Linked DNA regions of Mus musculus: all the other regions are linked to region 1. The links are chromatin contacts, called in public promoter capture Hi-C maps. All regions are on one chromosome and are shown on one strand. Each heading gives the region's core, a stretch centred on a gene start, on an enhancer-like site or on the middle of the called end of the contact. The rest is flanking DNA. Distances are from core to core; before and after follow the strand shown.

Region 1 (4,250 bases), core at 851-3,350:
TACACATAGATACTACTGATATCCTGAAGAACAATATTTAAGCAATCTAATTATCATATATTTATTAATAAAATTTGATAGATGAAATTTTCTTTCTATTTTATGTAAAACAGCATTAAGATCTTTTTATTGCGTTACACTGGAAACAATCTTAGTTGCCTCTGAAGAAATCATTAGTGAATATCTCACAGTGATTAAAATAACTAAAACATCAAAAGTAGCATGAAGTTATACCAAATGTACTAAAAATAGCTTTCAGAAGTGTAGCCCATGCACAGTGCCTTATATTTCTTTCCCATGCATCACTGTAAAGAAGCTCATGTTTATTTGGTATCTATGAGAACACACTGGTGCAAATCCAGAGCAGCTGAATCTGTCTTAGCTATTATTGCAAATGTAAATATCTATTTTGACACTACAATCAAAGCTAAAAATAAAACAACATGGATAAGAAGGATAAAATCTGTATCAAGTTGTTCATCTAAAATTGTTTTCCAATTTTGTAATATAAATGATGGCATCATGTTCTTATATATCAAACTGGTGCATGCCAAATTTTCCTTGTTAGTCAAACCCAAATTAGGCAAGGTTAGGACACTTTCATTAAAATCAGAACCTCTTGAGTGGAATCGAGTTCCTATTTTAAGAAGCTTCAGAGTCACTATCAATTATGAGTGTGAAACAGAAAAGCTTTTGTTGTCTAGGATCATGTATTGCTTTGCACGTCCTCTGGTACGTTATCAACGGTCTAGTCCACTGTGCGAACAGCATTGGTAGTCCTGAGAAGCTTGTAAATATGACTTTGCACTCAGTAAGCACGGGAGGGCGTCACTCACCTTGTTCGAGTGGCTGACTTTTAGTTGAAGTAGTTTTCATCTTGAGTGCCTCCCTAACCGACATGTCACAGCAGGAGCCTTTGTTAGTGTCTTGGTCACTGTCCGCCTGATCGCTGTCCCCGTGCCCACTGTCTCTCAGGCTGGCTCTTTCTGGGTCCTTAAACGTGGAGCTACTGAAATACACATGAAGAAAAAGAGGAGAGGGTGTTGTCTCTACCAGTTTTAACCTGAAGTGTAGTCTCTTGCAAAGCAATTTTGACACGAATGCAAATGGGGAAGCCGAGAAAGTTATTTAATAGGCCTTACCTTTGAACAAACTGCTGCCTGCTGCCCATGTAATTGGGCTCTGCGGGAAAATTGTCTGTCTGTGAAAGAGAAGGAAAAAAAATACGTATAGTTGTACACTGGACAAATCTCCTGCAGAGCAACAAGATTTCCTAGTGGAAAAATGATTAATAATTCAAAAATTCTCTTAATCTTCAGATTTGTACATTTTAATTAAATTGGAAATTGCTGACATGTAATTATGTACTCAGAACAATTAAATGATTCCGGTCCACAAATTACCTGTTAAAGTAAACAATGAACCTGTCAAAACTGGCATTATCCATTAGTTCCAGGATGGATAATGCTATCAATGGTGTTTCTTTACGCAGATACTAAGATTGAACATTTGTGGGAGGAGTGGGAAAATGACCTAATTTCTTCGTATGTAAGTGTGCATTTATTTGAAAACATTCATTTTTATACATAATTGTATCATCTGCTGGGACTCTATGCCCTTCCTCATGTATTAACACGCAAAGTCATCCACTCAGTTAAACGATTGATGGACTTCCCTCAAAAATTTTACTAGGAATGGATAGATACAAGCAAATTATAAAGGGTTGGATTCACTTTTAATTCACTCTAAACTCCATTCTAACTATAAAACCTACTATCAAACAACTTAATGGAACTGGGTATTACTTTCTGGAGCGAAATAAAATTTTTGAAAGTTACTTAAGTATTAAAAGTAAGGATGTGAAAAAGCAAGCCTTGTCGTTTTTACTGCTTCCAAACTGACATGGAGTTCTGCCAACAAGAACTGAATTCTCCTTGTATCATGGAACAGAGTCTTTTGGGAGAAATAGACTGGATCTTTCATAGATCTCCCTATACTGTACATTCACACACGTTACTTCTTCGTGCAGCTGACTTGGTGACAATGCTTCTCTTGTTTTCTGCATTTCTTCATATCACGCTATTATGCACTGGAGCAGCAATGGGGAAGTACAAGACCATCCAGCATACAAGTATCAGACACGCGGAGCGTGTAACCATGGAAGAAGCAGGCCAAGGTAAGGCATATTGCAGTGAAATATGTGCTTTCTTTATAAGTAAAGTTAATTTTAAAAAGTAGGGCTTGTTTTTTGCTTCCTATGTAATAATTACATTTATTTGGCTTTGTGAAGTGTTGCTGGAAAAAAATAAAATTGGTTTAGGAAAATATTGAAAGTATTTTGAAATATGAAAATATATTGAAAGAGTAAATTGAAAATATATTGAAAAATGATGAAAATATACAAATCTCCTTGTCTGTTAAAAGTATGAGATGATAAAAATATATAATTTTCTTAATCTGTAAATGTTTTTTCTTTTTATGTAGATTCAATGACCTTTATTGAGCCACATGCAAGGTTAGCTGAACAGCATGAATTCAAGTTTTACCAAATTGTATTTAAAAGTTGATATCTTCATCATCCTGTACCTGAGCCTGGGGTCTCTGAAGCATCCTCATGTACCTCAACTTGAACTAGGTGAAGCTTCTTCTTTTTATTCCCAAAATGACAAACTAACAACTTCAAGGGAAACTTTGACTCCCAGTAAAATGACTAATGCCAAACTAAATAGATGTCACAAGGCTACAAAAGTCCTGCCTAATTCTAAAAGTATCTACAAACTTAGCAATCCTGCCAACTTGATAAAATGTATCTTGTGATTTATGGTGGTTAAACATCTGTACAAAGTTTTTTATTACTGCCAGGAAAGAGTCATATATAAATGTTTTGGACAAGTTCATGGAAAAAAAGAGTACAGAATGTTAACAAGACAGTAAGGAAGTAAAGGAAAATCGGAAGATGGAAACATCAGTGTGACTGTAAATAGTATAAGGCCTTCAAGGGTATCAATTAGGTGAAGCTTAAGTGTTGTGTTCAGTGAGGCACATGAGAAGGACAAAAGAAACTTTTCTCCACTCATCCTAAGAACAGTTTCCAGAAATTCATGCATATTAGTAAAGTACGTTATCCCTTTGAATAAAGGACTGTAGAAGAATGTGTGTTCATAAATACATACATCCATAATTGTGAACATCACATTAGTACTGTTATCTACAATTGTTTAGAGGAAGGTAGAAAAACAAAAGAAAGGGAAAGGAAAAAGTCATTTGGTGAGAACAAGAAGAAAGTTAAAAGCAGAGGGTCAAGCTAGAGAAAAATACAGAGAAAATAAAGACAAAAATAAAAATATCTATGAAAGAGAAGGATAGGAGGAATGTAAAGAAACACAAGAGGAAAAAAGTATGGTTTACCATCCCAGAGCTTTAAAAACTACAAATATAAAAGCTTACGACTTTATCAGTAACACAGTGTCAAAGTTTAAGAATGTCTGTACTTACTGATTAAAGTTGCTTGGAAAGCAAGAGACTATAGTTTCTGTGCAGAGTAGCCATTTGGCTTTTTACAAACACACAACTAATTTACTCTAAAAAGTATACAGTTTTAATATAGACAGCAAAGTTCTCATTATCTGTGCTCAGGGAGGTCCAAAAATTCATTCAACATTATCCAACTATGAAATAGGTGCTAGTTTCATAGAAAAGAAAAAATGTAAAAGAAATTTAGTACTATCAGCATCATTTATTAAACCTAGCTACTGTACTTTAAATTTTGAGTTTTGGCTTATACTGGGACGATGCTTAAGTTTTAAATCTTGGAAGAGAATAAAATATGGGTTCAGACCTTTACAACTCTTTAGCTTTCTGCAGAGTATATTTCCTGATAACAAAACAGATCTGAAATAACACAGAACTAAATATGATTTGCCCTTTCTGCTGTGGTTTGGTTATTTTATTTGTTAGAAACAATAAACACTGGGAAATTCTTTCTTTTTGGCACAAGCAAACAGACCAACACACCTAAGCAAGCAAACACTTAAGATGATTAAGTTTTGCAGAATTATAATACTCTTCTTTGATGATATTCTTCCTTTAGTTCTTCAACAATACTCACCAAAGCACATTGCATTAGTAAATCAGGTTCACAAAAATATTTATGTCATCAACAATAAATAATAAGCTGCTCCCAAGATATACCACTTTCTGAGACATGTTATCCTAGTAAAATTATGAAGCTCAAATCATATGTTAAAAAA
Region 2 (4,250 bases), core at 679-3,178, 2.9 Mb before region 1:
TAACAAACCTTCTTATAGGATGCAGCCATGTTTCAGAATTTACGCAAAAGGCCATATGTGTAAATAAAGGGGTATCACTAGTTTATAAGAGTAAGACTCAGTGTAATGTAGAACTCAAATAGATGCTAAGTCTGGTGTGATCCAAACCTGCAATCCCATCATGAGTTCGAGGCCAGCCTGGGCTACATAAACTAAAATGAAGACAGACTTAAGCTTATTCTGGACAGCCTTGTTAAAAAAAAAAAATCAAGAAAATGAAAGGAGGCATCCCATTGAAAGAGGAAAATAAAACTGAATAAAGTGAAATTTTTAACTTACAATTTGCAGTAAATGGGGGGGGGGGCGGGGGGTGAGGAGGTCTGTACTTTATAAACAAATACTAAGTACACAGGACTGAACCAGCCTAGTTACATCAACATTTATTTCAACCACTTTCTAGCCAGGTCATGGGAGAAAGTTACTTAATTCTTTGCCTTCATCTTTACACCTGTGAGTAGGGCAGGAAAAAAAAAAGGCCTGTCAAGTCAATTAGCAAAGCATTCACAGCAGGGTTGCTTTGTCTCTGCCCTATTGGTCAAAACTTTAAGATCAAAGTAAAATTCCAACCCTTTAAGCACTGGCTTCCTCCTTCTTGGCTTTAATCCTCAAATACCTCCCTACTTCCAGTTACCTCTAGGATCTAGTGTCCTTTCTCCAAAATGAACACATTCCTAACTCTACATCTGCAAAGTCTTTCTTCACCATCTGCCAGAACCCACTTCTCTCCTTCAGTCATCAAGTGCTCGGTCTGTCCTTCACGCTTTGCTAACACTGCGATAGTTTTCTTGATCTCCCTTCTCACTAAAGTGTAGTTTCAGAAAGCTGGGACGAGTAATCTGTATTTCATCCTCACCCCTACCCATCAGCCCAGAAGGTACCTACGCCAGGCTGGGGAAAGCGACGCTGAATTAAACTGGATGTTTACAACTGGTGTGGCTGCAATTCCAGAAACTGCTTAATGTCAAGTAATTTGTCATTGCTTTCAGATCCCCAAAAGTCACGGCTGGAAAAGTATTTTTTAAAAAAAGATCAGACCAACACCATCCTTTCCAGAAAAGTTCCACGGGGCAGCCCCGGCACGAGTAGCCGGGACGGTCATTCTCTGCTTCGCGAGTTGAGCGTGCAGCAAGGGCAGCGGCGCTCCGGTCAGCGCGGTAGTTTGAAACGAGGGCAGCGGGCCGGCTCCGGCCGCCGCGCGGGGCTGGGCTCCGTGCTCCCGCCAACTTCCCGCAGGCCGCCGCCTCCCGCGTCCGCCGCAGCGACACCCTCCAGGGGCGGCGGCGCGCCGTGCTCGGCCCCGCGGGTGCTCCTGAGCGGCGCGGCTCGGGGCCTGGCCGCCGCCCGCTCCCCGGCCCCGAGGCCTCGCTCTCTCCCCGCGGGCCGCCGCCGCCGCTGCCGCCGGCGCGCCGCTCCCGGTCGCAGGCCGCCGCCCCTAGGGGAGCGGGGACGCTCGCCCAGCTCCGCGTGGCGCCGGGGGCGGAGCCGGCCCCGAGGGCCCCCGAGAGGACGGGGGCGGGTGGCCGTGGCCGCCTTCCTCGCCGCATCCCCGGCGCCCCTCTCCCGACCTTCCCCGGGGCCGGACCCGAGCCCGGGGCCGGGCGGCCGGCGCGACGCGGCACTTACCAACCCGCCTGGGACAACGCGGCGCCGGACACCTCGGCCATGGTTAGCTGTTCAGGCTCGGGGACGGCGGGGGTCTGAACTGAGGGTGGGGGACGGGCCTCCTACTGGAGACCCAGAAAAAAGAAAAAGAAGAAAGAGGGGGAAAAAAAGAAGAAAGAAAAGAAAAAGAAAAAAAAACTCCTCTGTTCGACTGTGCCACTGGGCATGCTCAGTGAGACGGGCGCTTCCGCGTGCGGGTTCCGCTCGCCGCGTTTTGTGAGCGGCCGCAGGGGCCGGCCCGGGCTGGGAGCGGCGAGCCGCCAAACGCGGCCTGGGCCGGGGATCGGACACGGCGCCGCGGGGGACGGCGCTAGGCTAGGCTGGTTGGCGCCGCTCCTGCTGCCGGGGACCGGGCTGCTTGGTCACTTTCTAAGTTGCACACACATGCGGGAGCCGCGCATCCCAGGGACTAGGCTGCCTCACGGGGCGGGACACGGACCCCCGCGGCCCGGGCGGCGGCGCATCGGGGATGATGCTACCACGGCCACGTTTGGGGCGGTGCAGCCCAGCCCATTCTGCACCCGAGCTGGCTGTTGTCACCAGGGCCCGCTCCATTCGCCCGGCCTTGCGGTCGGCCGAGGCTCAGAGACTGCGGCTCGCACCCCACTCTGGGTCCCCGCAGGCAGTTGGGTGAGCGCGACACCCTAACCCTGCACTTAAGGGAGTTGGCTTTGAAACTGGGCAACAGGGACAAGACTTTTTTTTCTTGTCACCCTCCTGCTGGGCGTAGCCCTAACCCAGCGTGGCCCAGCGACCTTGGCACCGGCACCTAACCGGGCTAGCACCGCCCTACGCCGTGCCCTTTGCCGCACGCGGGAGGACCGGGGTGCACGGCGTGTCCCCGACTGGGCACGCGCAGCGACGCCACCGAGCTGCGCCGGAACGCTCCTATCGTGATTGGGCAATCAGGAGTCACACAGCCCAATCAGAGAAGAGGTTTCTGGGTCGGGGCGGGCCTGTTGGTGCTCCTAAAAAGTTTACTCCAGAATCTGGGTCCTTCTCCTCCTGGGACGGTGGCGCGGAGGAGGAGAGTCGGGGGCAAGTTATTTCCCAGTGATTCTGCAGACTTACAGGCTATTTAAGAACTTATAGTCGATAAAATTTGCAGTGTAAATAAAGAAAACATCTAATAATAAAAAAATAACTTATATTCGGTCTGCAACCCGTCGCGGTGGCTGCTTCACCTTTACTGTCACCGTCACTGAGCCAGACTTCGGAGAGACTGCAAAATTGGCAGCTGCTCCTGAGACTTAAAAGCAACTTATTAGAGAAAGAAGGGTATTAAGCATCCAGAAGTTAACTGAAATCTCCATTTTCTCACTTTAGCTGTTCACAGTTCTAAAGTCACTATGCCTTCCTTGGGAAATATGCTATGATGTCTTTCTGAACACACATTTGCTCCTACGTATAATTAAATGTGTACAGCATGTTCAGAAACTGGAATAAATTTCTTTCCTAGTATTTGCAGTGGTAGAAAATGTTTTAAATCATCCATGAGCAGCAAGTGTGTTTATATGTACAAGCTGACCTGAACACAGAGGGGGAAAAAAATAAATAAAAGTAAATGGACAGCTCAGGTTAATTGCCAACTTTGTTATTAAATAGACCATAGCAAACATAACTTTTTTTTTTAAGATTTATTTATTTATTATATGTAAGTACACTGTAGTTGTCTTCAGATACACCAGAAGAGGGCATCAGATCTCATTACGGGTGGTTGTGAGCCACCATATGGTTGCTGGGATTTGAACTTCAGACCTTCAGAAGAGCAGTCGGGTGCTCTTACCCACTGAGCCATCTCACCAGCCCCAAACATAACTTTTTATTCGTGTAAATTAAGTGAAAGTTATAATGTCCCAGTAACCAGAACTATTGAATAAATAAGCCTTTAAACTGGTTCTCACATTCAGTGTGATACAATAAGAATTTACCATTGCAGGTGCTTATGACTAAAGTTAAACATTGCACAAAATACCAAACCCACTTCAAGAGTGTGATTCCTACTGGAGGAATTTGTTATAATAAGAGCATCAAAAACTAAAATCATGACATTAATGGCACATTGAATTTTTGAAATAAACTGGATAAAAGTCCATAGGAATACAAAATCTTCGCATAGCAGTGTATTAAAATGATAGTGTACAGCAGAGGGGGAAATGCCTTTATCCTTACAACAAAGAATGCCTTAAACGAGTCCTGGAATCAGTCGCTCAGCCTGATGTGTGCTCCCTTCCACTAGACATTAACGTCTCTTAAGAAATACACTTACCAGTGTTCTTTTAACTTTAGCTTCTAGGTGATGGTTCTCAGTCAGGTGCTGGGTCAGAAGCTCGTGGGCACATTTAACAATGTGTAGGGACACTTCGATGCTACAGCCTCGGAGAGTGCATGAGGTCAATCGGATTTGGTGGGTAGAAGCCAGGGTTGGAGACAAACAACCTGCAATGCGCAGGACACTTGTGGAACCCTCAAAAATTTGCTGGTGTAAAATATCAATAGTGCAATATCAGGACCAGGCAGTGGTGGCACACACCTTTAATCCCAGCACT
Region 3 (4,250 bases), core at 490-2,989, 2.7 Mb before region 1:
TTCACATGTTTTGTAATAAATCTAAATTGTCCCAACTATAGGTCTGTCTGTCTCTTGGTTGTCTTTGGCTGCATTGCACCGATAGGTCTGTGTGCTTTCTGTATGTTGTCTCACGTAAGCTGAAGCATTCCTATTTGAAGTGTTTGTTGATGGAGAAGCAAAGGAAGTCACACATCACCTCCAACACCACGCAGCTACCAAATGGTAAGAATGGAAGCTTCATCTTCCTTGTCCATCGTGACAGAGCCAGGTACTTCTTCCGGTGACCTTGGTAATCTCTTGGAATCTGCCTTTAGTATATGCTCACTGAAGATGAAAATCTGTGTGACAATAATAAAAACTCACATTATAACAAGAAAAGGAGCAAACAGTACCTGCAAGACCAGAACTAAACCTAAACCTCTAAAAGCTGTAGATGAAACCTTAGGTTCATTTTCTGAATCCCTGTGCTAGTCTCTGTGGAATACCTAGAACTATTTCTTGTACCAAAATCAATAGTTTATGTTTACTTGTCTTGGCTTGAATCACCTCCATAGTCAGAAGGTCAATATCTTTAAGGATGCACTTGGGAGATTCCTGGATTTCTTTATTTGTTCCTTTTCCTTGTGTAGCCACACTGAGTTGATCTCCAGAATTTTCTCTTCATTACTAATGTCTTTATTTGGCATATTGGGGATAGGTGCTTGCTTGCCTTGAACCCAGGTTCTGACCCTTTCCTCTACTTTATATTTAGGATTGCCACCTGAACTTAAAAACCTGTAGAATGGCTGTTATAATTTTACATTTTGTTTTGTGTCAATACCTGTGAAACACATTAAACTGTGAATTGTTTGGACCCTATTCCTTTTAATTTTTGGTTGACCCTGAGTACGCATTTAGGCTTTGAGGCATGCTGTAAGTGCTGAACAATGTGAACTGGAGTTCCAGAAAAAGCCGCACCTGTAGTAAAAATTCTACGCGCTTAATTGACAGGTTAGAATTCCAATGATTGTAGAGACATGGAATGCTGCCAATCCAGAGCCAAGTAATCTTGGCTCACGTAATTGCCATTCATCGCTGCGTTAGATCTAACATACCTACGACTATCACGTGACGCCTTTTGCTCTTCCTTAAAAGTCCACTAACTTCCACCAACCTCAAACAAGACTGTGCATCTCGTAGCACCTGTAGGTCTGTCCTAATGTCTTTGAAATGACTTTCTTCCGTGCTTCAACCGATGTTCACACCACCTGGCTGCGGTCACTCATTTCTGGTTCTAGAATGAACTCTATTCTCTCTGAGACGACAGCAGTATTTTTATATAAACGGTAATCAAAAAATGGTAAACATCTCTTCTAAGAGGCATGGGCGCTGGCAAGTAGTAGAAGTATTTTTCCTAGACCCTGAGATCTCCAGAGACTACTCAAAGGGCTTATCAGTTGCTTTCGTATTCAGTGCTGCTGAAACAGTACTGAGAGAGGTTCCCTGCGGCTCAGATTTTTCAAGAACCTACTCTGAAAGTCCAAGGGAAGCCTTGTTAGAGACTCTCTTTAGCTCAACCTTCCTTCCAAACCCGTTCCTTACTATGTACCATCTGGCAAGCAGCCTGCATAGCCAGAGGGCGAGAAGCGCGATGGACAGGCCGAAGGGCCAATCAGGCCCAGGCTTTGGCATCCCCGGAAAAGGCGGGGCCCTTGCGTCACAGGTTCCGCGGCGCGGGATTGGCTGACCGGGCTGCTTGTGGTGGCGGGAGATTTCAGATAGATTGGCCCAGCCGTGTGCAGCGGTTAATGCGCAGTGGGCGTGGGACCGGGAAGTTGAGCCCGCGGAGCAAAGCCCCAGATCAGGTCGCGACCTAGACCCGGGAAGATGGAGAGGCACCGGGCGCGCGCTCTCGGCCGGGACAGCAAGTCGTCGCGGAGGAAGGGCTTGCAGTCCGCGCCGCCCGCTGGCCCCTACGAGCCCGGGGAGAAGCGACCCAAGTTGGTAAGTGTGGGCCAGAGCCACAACGTGCGGCGACTCCCGCGGCCTACAACTCCCTGTCCCCCAGGTGACATCCCCGGGAGCTGGGAGCTAGGTTTGTTTCAGAAGGCCTGAGCTGTTAATCCGCTTAGATCCCCAGTGACAAGGCGGGATTCGATTCCTTTCTGGGACGAATGCCCTGATGTCTGTGAAGCCTGGCAGTTCTTTGGGCGTATCTGAAAAACAGTTCAAATGGCTGTGTACTGACGTCATCAAGGCGGATTCTGCATTTTAAAAGAAAGTTAAAATTTACCCCATCCCTTTAGTAGAACAGTCAGTCAGACAGAAAGTGAACTTCTAGCTGATAGCCCTCCCTCCCCCGTCTAATATTTTAATTCAACAAGAACCTTTTAAGGTGGACGTATTTTTACAAGTTGAGGCAACTCGTTTTCAAACTTGGCGGGTTGTGTAGTCACTGCTAAAGAATGTCATGTTTAGCTTGGAAGGAGTCTTCAAGTATCTGAAACTCGTTAATCGGGTTGGCTTTGCGTTCTTAAAGCTTAAGGAAGAGCTATGATTAGCACCTGGTAAGCTTTTAGTTAGTGTCAGCTGGAAGGAAACTAGGTAATGAGGATGATTTCATTCAGATTGTCTGATTGTGTGGGTTGGTAGGTTTTGGTATTAGTCCAAGAGAATTGCAGAGTTAACACTGACTGTTAGTTTTCCTTAGAAGTATGGGGAAATTATTTTTATGTATTGATAGGAACAGGCTTTGCCCTTTCTTGTCAAATACAATTTCAGGAATTTATACCATGATTATATCCAAAATAATAGATTGTGGATCAATCGCTAAGTGTAATATTTACTTGTAATTGAATAAAGCTGAGAGCAGAGACATGTTGAGATAAGTGGGGGTTGATTATGCAGAATTGAGCATCAAAATAACACGAGGATAGGAGAGAGTTAACCTGGTCATGATAGATTCTGTCCACTCTGAGAGGGATCCATGAGATGCTGCCTCCTCCTCCTCCTCCTCTTCCTCCTCTTCTTCTTCTTTAAAGATTTATTTATTATTTTTATGTAAGTACACCGTAGCTGTCTTCAGACACACCGGGAGGGGGTGTCAGATGTCATTATGGATGGTTGTGAGCCACCAAGTGACTGGGATTTGAACTCAGGACCTTCGGAAGAGTAGTCCGTGCTCTTAACCGCTGTACCATCTCACCAGCCCCCATCTCCTCCTCCTCCTCCTCCTCCTCCTCCTCTTTCTTCTCCTCCTCTTTCTTCTCCTCCTCTTCCTCCTCCTCCTCCTCTTCCTCCTCCTCCTCCTCTTCCTCTTCTTCTTTTTCTTTCTTTCTTTTTTTTTTTTTTTTTTTTTTTTTGGCTTTTTGAGACAGGGTTTCTCTGTATAGCCCTGCCTGTTCTGGAACTCATTTTGTAGATCATGCTGGCCTCGAATTCAGAAATCCTCCTGCCTCTGCCTCCCTAGTGCTGGGATTAAAGGCGTGCGCCACCACGCCCGGCCCATCTCTTCTTTTTTATAATTGACTTTCTGGGTTAGTGCTCAGCACATGTCTTGGCTGCCACGGAAGTGTGATTTTCTGTAGTTTACAACATAGCGTTCTTGAATAAATATTTGATGTTACTGAAGGCTGATGATTGTGTTTTTTATTATTTCTCTGGTATGCCACAGTGCCCATACCATTTGCTAAAAGTCATGCTGAAATGAAGTCTAAAAGACAACATGCTGAAGTTCTAAGATGTTGAACTCTACAATGTTGAGTTCATGGGTGGGGCTTGATTTGAATCATGACTTCATAATTCATTTAGAAGTAATTTGGATTCTTGATGATCTCCACAGTTAGACTTTTACTTACATATTAATTTTATTATTGTAATTTTTAAATGTTTTGAGATTATAATATAATTACATCATTTTCCCTAGCCCCATTCCTCCCTTCAGCTCCTGCTGTGTGCCACCCCCTTTCTTAAATTTATGTCCTCTTTTTCTTTAGTTGTTGCTATGTATATATGTGTTTTTTTTTTTTTTTTCCCCCCGAGACAGGATTTCTCTGTATAGCCCTGGCTGTCCTGGAACTCACTCTGTAGACCAGGCTGGCCTTGAACTCAGAAATCCACCTGCCTCTGCCTCCTGAGTGCTGGGATTAAAGGCGTAAACCACCATGCCGGCATATGTGTATTTTTTTTTTTTTTCCTCGAGACAGGGTTTCTCTGTGTATCCCTGGCTGTCCTGGAACTCACTTTGTAGACCAGGCTGGCCTTGAACTCAGAAATCCGCCTGCTTCTGT

Evidence for each region. Promoter capture Hi-C pulls out the DNA fragments that hold promoters and counts their contacts.
Region 2: a promoter capture Hi-C map of hippocampal neurons shows a contact between it and region 1, with 25 times the contacts expected there. The contact joins the promoter of Tdrd3 here to the promoter of 9630013A20Rik in region 1. A contact is called at or near these places in 2 of 39 promoter capture datasets (cranial neural crest and hippocampal neurons), 1 of 484 Hi-C or Micro-C datasets (olfactory sensory neurons) and 1 of 115 datasets of contacts at active chromatin or transcription factors (pro-B cells).
Region 3: a contact with region 1 is called in a promoter capture Hi-C map of hippocampal neurons, with 12 times the contacts expected there. The contact joins the promoter of Diaph3 here to the promoter of 9630013A20Rik in region 1. A contact is called at or near these places in 8 of 39 promoter capture datasets (the 3T3-L1 cell line, cranial neural crest, frontonasal cranial neural crest and 4 more).

The regions. Positions count from the first base shown.
Region 1 is chr14:84,474,274-84,478,523 of GRCm38.p6, reverse strand. 9630013A20Rik (RIKEN cDNA 9630013A20 gene) reads left to right here and starts at 2,100. Exons shown (of 6, transcript NR_015539.2): 1 at 2,100-2,176; 2 at 2,485-2,515. Pcdh17 (protocadherin 17) reads right to left here. Exons shown (of 4, transcript NM_001013753.2): 2 at 1,143-1,201; 3 at 837-1,009.
Region 2 is chr14:87,414,261-87,418,510 of GRCm38.p6, reverse strand. It overlaps Tdrd3 (tudor domain containing 3), which reads right to left and starts at 1,928. Exons shown (of 14, transcript NM_172605.3): 1 at 1,663-1,928. The coding sequence starts at 1,703.
Region 3 is chr14:87,138,713-87,142,962 of GRCm38.p6, reverse strand. It overlaps Diaph3 (diaphanous related formin 3), which reads left to right and starts at 1,739. Exons shown (of 28, transcript NM_019670.2): 1 at 1,739-1,965. The coding sequence starts at 1,849.